2 separate regions of the Gossypium hirsutum genome follow, and region 1 is linked to region 2. Evidence: chromatin contacts called from public Hi-C data. All regions are on one chromosome and are shown on one strand. The core of a region is the stretch at or near the end of the contact, and the rest is flanking DNA. Distances in the headings are between cores, read along the strand shown.

Region 1 (4,026 bases), core at 252-2,751, 150 kb after region 2:
TTATAAAAGTATAAATCGAGATTTCGTGTCACTCGGCTTCAACTCTCTCTGATCCTTTCCCTCTCGACGGCTTGGTGCCGTCTTTAGATACGTACAATCATATAGCATATAAAAAATATAAATTTCCACCCAATTCACAATTGAATACAAATTCAAGCATAATTTACATTTTATTCAATTTAGTCCCTAAACTTAAGACAAGTATAACTTTCGATATAAAGCTTTGGGTTAAAATTCGATTTCACATTTACTCATCAGGGACCCTATACTTTCTATTCCTAACATAATTTCATAACATATTTTCATTTTATTCAATAAAGTTAACAATCAAGCTTGTTAAGCTTTATAATTTAGTCCTTTTCATAATGTAAACTTAATTTCTATCAATTTGAAATCTAATTCCTCAATTTCTTAACAATGGAAACTTATCAAAATTTCAAAAATTGAACAAATTGATACATGGGTTTGCTAAATCAAGCTCCCATGATTATAAATATATAAAAGTAAAAGAAAATGGCTTAAGGACTTACTTGCCAGAATTGGCCAAATGCTTAAGGCTTTTCTCTCGTGTTCTTTAATGGTGGACGGTAGAAATGGAGAAGATGATAACATTTCTCCACTAACTTTTAGTTTATATACTAGATTTAGTTTACACTTAAAATTAATTAATTAACTTAATCTTAATTAATTATACATTAATCTTCAAGTAGTTAATTCTAATGACATCCACCCTCATCATCCACTAATATTTAATTAAAATTAGTTTATTAACCATTTTAGTCCCCAGGATAATTGCTATCTAAGTCCCCAAGCCTTCTCCTAATTAAAACTTTATAGCGATTGAAATTTTACAATTTAGTTCATTTATGGACTCAATTTACGGAAACGAGTTTCAAAATCGCATTTTCCAACACCATTGGAAGCCGAGTAATTATACTTTATAAATTAGTTAGTATATTAAATAAAGCAACGAATAATAACATGACACCTCATCATTAAATAAAATAAAAAATAGTGAAGGACTTTTAAATAAATACTAATAACTTTATTTGAACATAATTAAATAATTATTAATTATAAATAAATGCTATAATCCTAACCCTAAATCCAGGACTCTAAACTCAAAATCTTATATCCTAAACCTTTAAACCCAAGATCTTAAATTCAAAATATATTAATATTTATTTATAATTAATTATTATTTAATTATGTTTAAATAAATTTATTAGTATTTATTTATAAGTACTCAACTATTTTTTTATTTTATTTAATGATGATGTGTCATACTATTATTTATCGATAATACATGAAATTTATGCACCAACAATAGTGCATCAAATATTATTCCTATTAAATAAGTACTAATATGAATCTAGGGTTGGTATTAGTTTCTTTTTATAATTATTTATTTCTACAATATTAAGGGCCTGGGGTTGGGAAAAATGAAAAAAGAAACTTTGCAAAAGGTTATATAGGTAATTTGGCGAACACAGCCAGAACTTGCCCAAACTTTAAACCCTAATTCGTGGTATATATAGTGTTTTCTTTCACTCCTAGAAGTCTGATGAAAATACATCTCGCAAGCCGCACACGGAGTGATAGTCGCAGCACGCGATAAAAATGGAGGCAGCCAGAACCGTTAAAGACGTTTCCCCACACGAGTTCGTCAAGGCTTATGCCGCCCATCTCAAGCGCTCCGGCAAGGTATTCTTCTTTTTTCTCAAGTCTTCACAAAATTTGATTTGTTAGAGATGCAAATTAGAACGTTTTCTTAGTATCTTAATGTGATTTTTTTTCCTTCACAATAAAAACACAGATTGAGCTTCCTCCATGGACTGATATTGTCAAGACCGGTAAACTGAAGGAGCTTCCACCCTATGACCCTGATTGGTACTATGTCAGAGCTGGTATTTACATTCGTCACCCTTACCAATTAACACTAATTAACCATTATGTAAATTTTTCATGAGCGATAAATTGTGTCCCTTTGTAGCTTCCATGGCTAGGAAAATATACTTGAGGGGAGTTCTTGGTGTTGGTGCCTTTAGGAGGATCTACGGAGGAGCTAAGAGAAATGGAAGTCGCCCACGCCATTTCTGCAAGAGCAGTGGATCTGTTGCTCGTCACATACTTCAGCAATTGCAGGATGTCAACATCATTGATATTGATCCTAAAGGGTGAGTTTTTATGTTCTATAATTGTTTTTCATTTATATTTTCGGGTTGTCATGGCATTAGTTATTTGGTATTGTTGAGAGATAGTTGGTTCCGCGGTCAATGGAAGTGACAACATATTGATAGCTATGCAAATTAACATATCTTCAATTGGGAGGAGAAATAACTTTTAAATCGTATCCTAAACACCTTAATCTCTCTTAAGTTTTAAGATCATAGCAATGTGTTAGGATATGATTCAAATGTTGGATTTCAGGTATTATATATCATGTATTAAGAAAATTAGAGAATGAAAACGAGAAGAAATAATCAAGGAAGTAAGAGGATTTTGAGACTTGTATAATACTTTCATTAAGGTCTTAATATGCCTCCAACATATTATTTCATACTGTAGACGACTTTTGCAAGACATTATGTGTCTTTACAACTCAATTGTTTTGTGCACATTTTGAGCTTGATCTTCTAGACAATGTGAGATGGATTACCTAAACCATGAACTACCAACATATATTTATACATGAATATGAGCTATGATTTTCTAAATATATGACCATATTAAAAATCAAGCATATACATGTAACATATATATATGCTTGTATCCAGTACCTTGGAAGTTTTGAGTAATAGATTAAATAAGAAGTATATGAGTAGAATAGCATATGATTAGCATCTGTTATTTATATAAACTAAAATATATATCATGTGTGTAACAGTGGTAGGAGAATCACATCAAACGGCCAACGGGATCTGGACCAAGTAGCTGGAAGGATTGCGGTTGCTATCTAAGAAATTTTAACTTTATGTTTTTCATGTTCCTGAGATTTAGTCGTTTGAAAATTGGGTTTTCATAGGAAGCTGTTTTAAACATTTTCCGTTTTGGTATATTAAGTTCTGAATTTATTTTGATTTTGATTTTTATTGAAAACTGATGTATGCTATATTTTCTTTCTGCCGCATGTTTGGTCTTGATCATCGTGATTCCTATGAGTTGGGTGTTTTACATATGGAGAATCAAGTTTTTGCATAAATGGATCTGGAGGGTTCCAGGAAAATGTTTTTAAGATGTAGGGTTTGGGATTTTAAATTTAGATTTGGATTTCCAGATTCTTTGTATTACTCAAATTGAGGATATTTTGAATTAATGGAGTTTTCATATTTAGATCTGAAAACATTGTTCTTTTGTTTTGGAAAATATTGGTTTACTACATCCTCTTAATATGTATGTAGCAAGTGCTCGATGGAAGAAAATCACCCATTTTTTTACTTCTGCAAACTAACGTGATATATTTAAGCTTGGATTGGATTCGATATTGATCGACAAAAAAGTATCAGTTGATGTACGTTCATATAAACACTTTGGGTTTTAAACATTAAACTTGTTTACACCGTGGACTAAAGCGCCAATTAATAGCCAAAATGTGAAATAATACAATCACATCTGCAATCGGAAGGCACTCAAAATGTCACAAAATATACTAGCGAGTCTTGGAAGAACAAAAAATATACAAAATGTGAAATAAGATAAACATTAAACATTTAGTAAACTTAAAGATGTGCGGATTAAGTCGTTGATATCGACATTGTTATCAATATAGAAGAACATAGGTTTATACCTGTGTTTGGTTATTGCTAATGCAAGATGACACAAATTCATACACGTGTTTGACTGGATAATGAATCTAGAAAGAAAATAGCTGGTGAAGCAAGCGACTATTGACAGGAAGAATTGGAAACATCCATAGTCCAACAAGCTTAGCTCTGCAATATAGAAACACTAAAAACTCTTAAACTGCAGTTCTTGATACTGTGGCGCATACAAGGAGTGCAAAATTAGTAACTAGAATATTAATTT
Region 2 (4,221 bases), core at 1,455-3,954:
GTATTGGATTTTTAATGTTTATAGCATTCCCCCCAACTTGACACAATTTAGCTGTTGTAGAATCCATTTTTGAGAATGAGATAAATAAAGGTGGGGTTCACGATATCTATTTGAGTAAATACTTTGTATATTTATTGTAATGTATTGACCCTCAGTCAAACTCCAGTGGTTAAAAATTCAACTCTTTATATGCCTTAAAATAAAAATGGTCAAAAGCCAATATCTGGGACAAAAGTAAGATTCATTCAGACAAATACAGAGGAAAGGAAGAGAGAGATGGAAGGTTTCCTATAAACAGGATAGATTTAAAAACTTGCAGTGTCATAATCGTGTTTAAGGTATAATATATTTATAAAACTTTTGATACATTAATAATTTGTATTGTATAGATTTCAAGATATTTGTATATTCATGTCATCAGAAAATGGCGTATCCTGAAAATAGCCTTGTCTTCAGAAATTAGGATTATGATAGTAACACTTCATTGTTATATGCATATTATTTAAGAAGAGTTTCTGTCAGGAATTATACTGCCTGACCAGAGTAATTTTACACTAATGTAAGATAAAATCATATAATAAATTTCTGTATGATCAAGACTGGAAATCAGTGGTACAGGAGACAAATCCAGGTGATAGGTGACATACCGGATCTATATGTGTATCAAAATGTCTGCTAGTAACAATTTCAGCAACAGCCTGAAACAGCACCATAAGATAAATTAGAAGTAAAAACCTTGTGGCAAAATCTAACGGTCTTGAATTTATTATTATTATTATTATTGTAGTACAGGAGTAAGCAAAGTATACTACTGTATCATCCTAATGTGTTGGAAAAACGAATAAGACAAAATCAGACTAATATCTAAAAATAACCAAAATAAAAGTACTTAAGGAAGATTAAATGTTATAAAATAAATTTTAACTTCTTAGCCATTCGAACTTTATGGAAGACTACTTATTGAGATTAATATTCCCAAATTTTTAATAGCAGTGAAGTATTGATAATATGGTATTCAAGTTGCGTACCCGCATCTCTGTTTGTGTCAAATAAGGCTGTCCTTCAGGATCCCTTGATAGGTGAACCCTTTGTCCTTGAGTCTCCCCAACATCAATCCACTCTTTTCTCACTGCAGGTTGTTGCCACATTGCTTCCAAATCCTCAGGATCAACACAGTCATCCCAATATTTGAAGCCGACCATCGTGGCAGGACTGCTCAACAGCATTGGATTCGATTACTCCAATATTGATAGAAACATCACACGGTATGCAAAGAAATGGAACTATGAAATTTGCCGTTCAAGGGGCAATAATCGATAACTGTTTCATACATTTATAGCTAATGATCCATATGTAAATTGTATTCCTAACACAGGAGAACACAAAGATGGATGCATCAAAGTAAAAACACTAAGGAGCAGTCTACCATTAGGAGAAACGAAAGCAAAAGCAAAGTGTACGAGGCAATTAGCGATTGGAATTACCTAAGCGCTGAAAAAAGAACATTTTGTATGAATTTTGAACAAGACAAAGGATCAAAGAAACACTCAATGAAATATTCTTTATCCAGACAAAACCAGGAGAAATCATTGTTCTCTTTCCACTTCCCTTCTTCCCTAAAACAAATGGATGGAATTTTAACCTATACTCAGAACCATAGACGCTCACCCCCAAAAATGAAGATTCCCAAGATTCTAAACAAAAAAAATCTAAAGATTTATTGGTATCAACAAATTCCAATGAAACAAATAATATGGGAAATACACCATACATGGTCAATTCAAATATTGACGTTAAAATGCCGAAACACAAAAAGATGAAAAAAAAACCCCATAAATCAGATACATATATATATAGACATACATGCAAGGAAAAATAAGAAAGAGCGCGAAGAGAAAAGAAATACCAGCTTAACACAAGGAAATATGAAATAGTAATAATACCATAAACAGAAGAGAAGAAAATGAGAAGGAAGAAAGGAATATAATGGAGAAATGGGTAACTAGAGATTTTAGAAAAGAAGGAAAGATGAGTGAAATGCCATTGATACCGGCATTGGCTTCTGTAATTTTCAAAAAAATATATATATTGGCCAAGTGGATTCATTAGCAAAGCACGACACTTGGCATTTGCAAATTGGAACGCTCTGTGTCTCTCTCTTCTGCCTACCAATACGAATGAATGAATACCCGCCTCTTTTCTTCAATTAGTCTCCTTGTCGTTAATAGATACAACTGTTCGGGCGTCAAGTTATCCCTTTATTTCGTTACCTTCTGTTGGTATTGGCATGTATTTGAAAAAGCATATTCTATCACAAAAAAAAAAAGAGAGAAAAAAGCATATTCCCTGTTATTTATTAATTATTAACTGGTTTATTAATCTAAAAAATATTTTTTTTAAAAATAATAAAGATATATAAATATTAATAAAAATAAACTTTTATAATTTTTAAGAAGTAATTTTTGGTCAAAGATAATCAGAGCCTCAACCTTGATAGATCTATATTGTTAATATTGTTATATCTATACCTTTTAAGCCCACCAACGGTAATCCAACAAGCTCACCTCTCGACCCTACGGCCTCACCGGACCTCACCAAACCCCATTCGAGCGAAGACCAACAGCAAAGACTAGATCCTATCGACCAAGACCTTGGAACTCCTACTTTGCCAGCCCACAATAAGGTGAGCACATGTCGAGAGACCACACTCTTAACAAAGGGGACTGTTTAACATTTTTGCTGTATGCTTACTTATTATGCTAAAGGGCAGCCTACACTTAAGGGAGAGGAAAAGCATTAGGTCACCTAAACCTAGATAATACAAAACCATTAACCAAAAGACACGTGTAATATTAGGAAATGGCTGACAACACCTCTTATAAATGTTTGTTGGAAAATTAGGTTCGAAAAATGCATCGAAAAATAGATGTAAGGGAAAAACAAAGTTTTAATTTTTTTTCAAAAAATAAAAGCTTTGGCTGTGTTATCTAAAGTAATAAACATTTAATCAGAATCGTACATTTATGATTTGTCTAGGATGAACGTTTCAACCAAGTAGTCTTTTTTACAATCCTCAAGTTCACATTTCCTGAGTGTGGGCTTGCTTCAAATAAAAAAATTCACAAAAATTACCAGAGTAGTAAGTTCTTAATTTATCTAAACTCTTGAGTCAAGTTGTAAATAATAAGAATATCTTTAGAAATTTTTTGAAATAATTTCTTTAGAGAATTTTCTCTTTTCAACTTTTCTTGAAAGTGTATGAGAATGATGATCCATGCTCTCTTTATATAAGAAGAATTTAGAGAGAATTTAACTAGAATTAGAATTAATCATATTAATATTAAATTAATAAAATATTATCAAATAAATATTAAATTTAATTTAATATCTAGATAAATTTTAAATTAAATTAAATATTAAAAAATATTATTTTTGGAAAAGTTAATTTGAAATTAAGTTATCTGGTAGAGCCGCACTAGGAGTATAATTTTTTTATTACTCTACTGTAAAAAAACCATCACTGATGACCATCTATCAGCCATTGGATCACCGCTGTCTTAGTTGCCATGCCCGGCAATGCCATTGTCAGCGCCACTTCTCCTTAGCACCTCGAACCATCACTGTTTGGCCCGAATAGGCCTAATCGATTCATTCCGGGCTAGTGATGGCATGACTGGTCCTGTTCAGCCACCGGTTGGACTGTTGGTCCAATTTCATACATAGGGCATGGTTCACCAATTTTTGGATTTTAGTCTCGAGTTTTGGTTCTTAGGTTCAATTTTTCATCTCCGGTCCAATTTTCATGATCAATTATCCATTAGGCCAAATGTCTGACTTGAGAATTAATTTTCAAAAAATCATATTTATTTTAATTAAGTTAATTTTACTTGATCAAAATTAATTATCCCAAAAATCATTGAGACTTTTCAAATTAATTTTTCAAGAAAATTCTTTAATCAAATTCTCTAATTGATTCACACAATCACCTAATTTAATTTCACATCGAATAAATCAACTCAACTGAAGTATTTCCAAAGTCGTATAATTTTCTTCTAATTCAAATGCAAGTCTGATCGAGCTTTTGTTGAGCTAGTGGAGGGACCAATTGAACAAATACAATTAGGCTCGAGTAATTGCAATTATGCCTAGAAGTATCATTCTGATAATTCACAATTTACTTAATTATAGAGTTAGTCCACAAGAAGTACTATGATTGAAAAC

The links. Hi-C and Micro-C count contacts between places; a contact is called where the count stands out from the background.
Region 1: a contact with region 2 is called in a Hi-C map of leaf, with 2.5 times the contacts expected there. The contact joins the promoter of LOC107895143 here to the promoter of LOC107895146 in region 2. A contact is called at or near these places in 4 of 34 Hi-C or Micro-C datasets (leaf and petal).

Annotation. Positions count from the first base shown.
Region 1 is chrA13:90,191,826-90,195,851 of Gossypium_hirsutum_v2.1, forward strand. LOC107895143 (40S ribosomal protein S19-3) reads left to right here and starts at 1,502. Exons shown (of 4, transcript XM_016820382.2): 1 at 1,502-1,704; 2 at 1,817-1,907; 3 at 1,994-2,177; 4 at 2,888-3,080. The coding sequence starts at 1,621. The coding sequence ends at 2,960.
Region 2 is chrA13:90,045,588-90,049,808 of Gossypium_hirsutum_v2.1, forward strand. It overlaps LOC107895146, which reads right to left and starts at 2,705. Exons shown (of 13, transcript XM_016820390.2): 1 at 2,529-2,705; 2 at 1,029-1,212; 3 at 648-698. The coding sequence starts at 1,202. LOC107895148 (a long non-coding RNA gene) reads left to right here. Exons shown (of 3, transcript XR_001683428.2): 2 at 1,136-1,265; 3 at 1,376-1,872.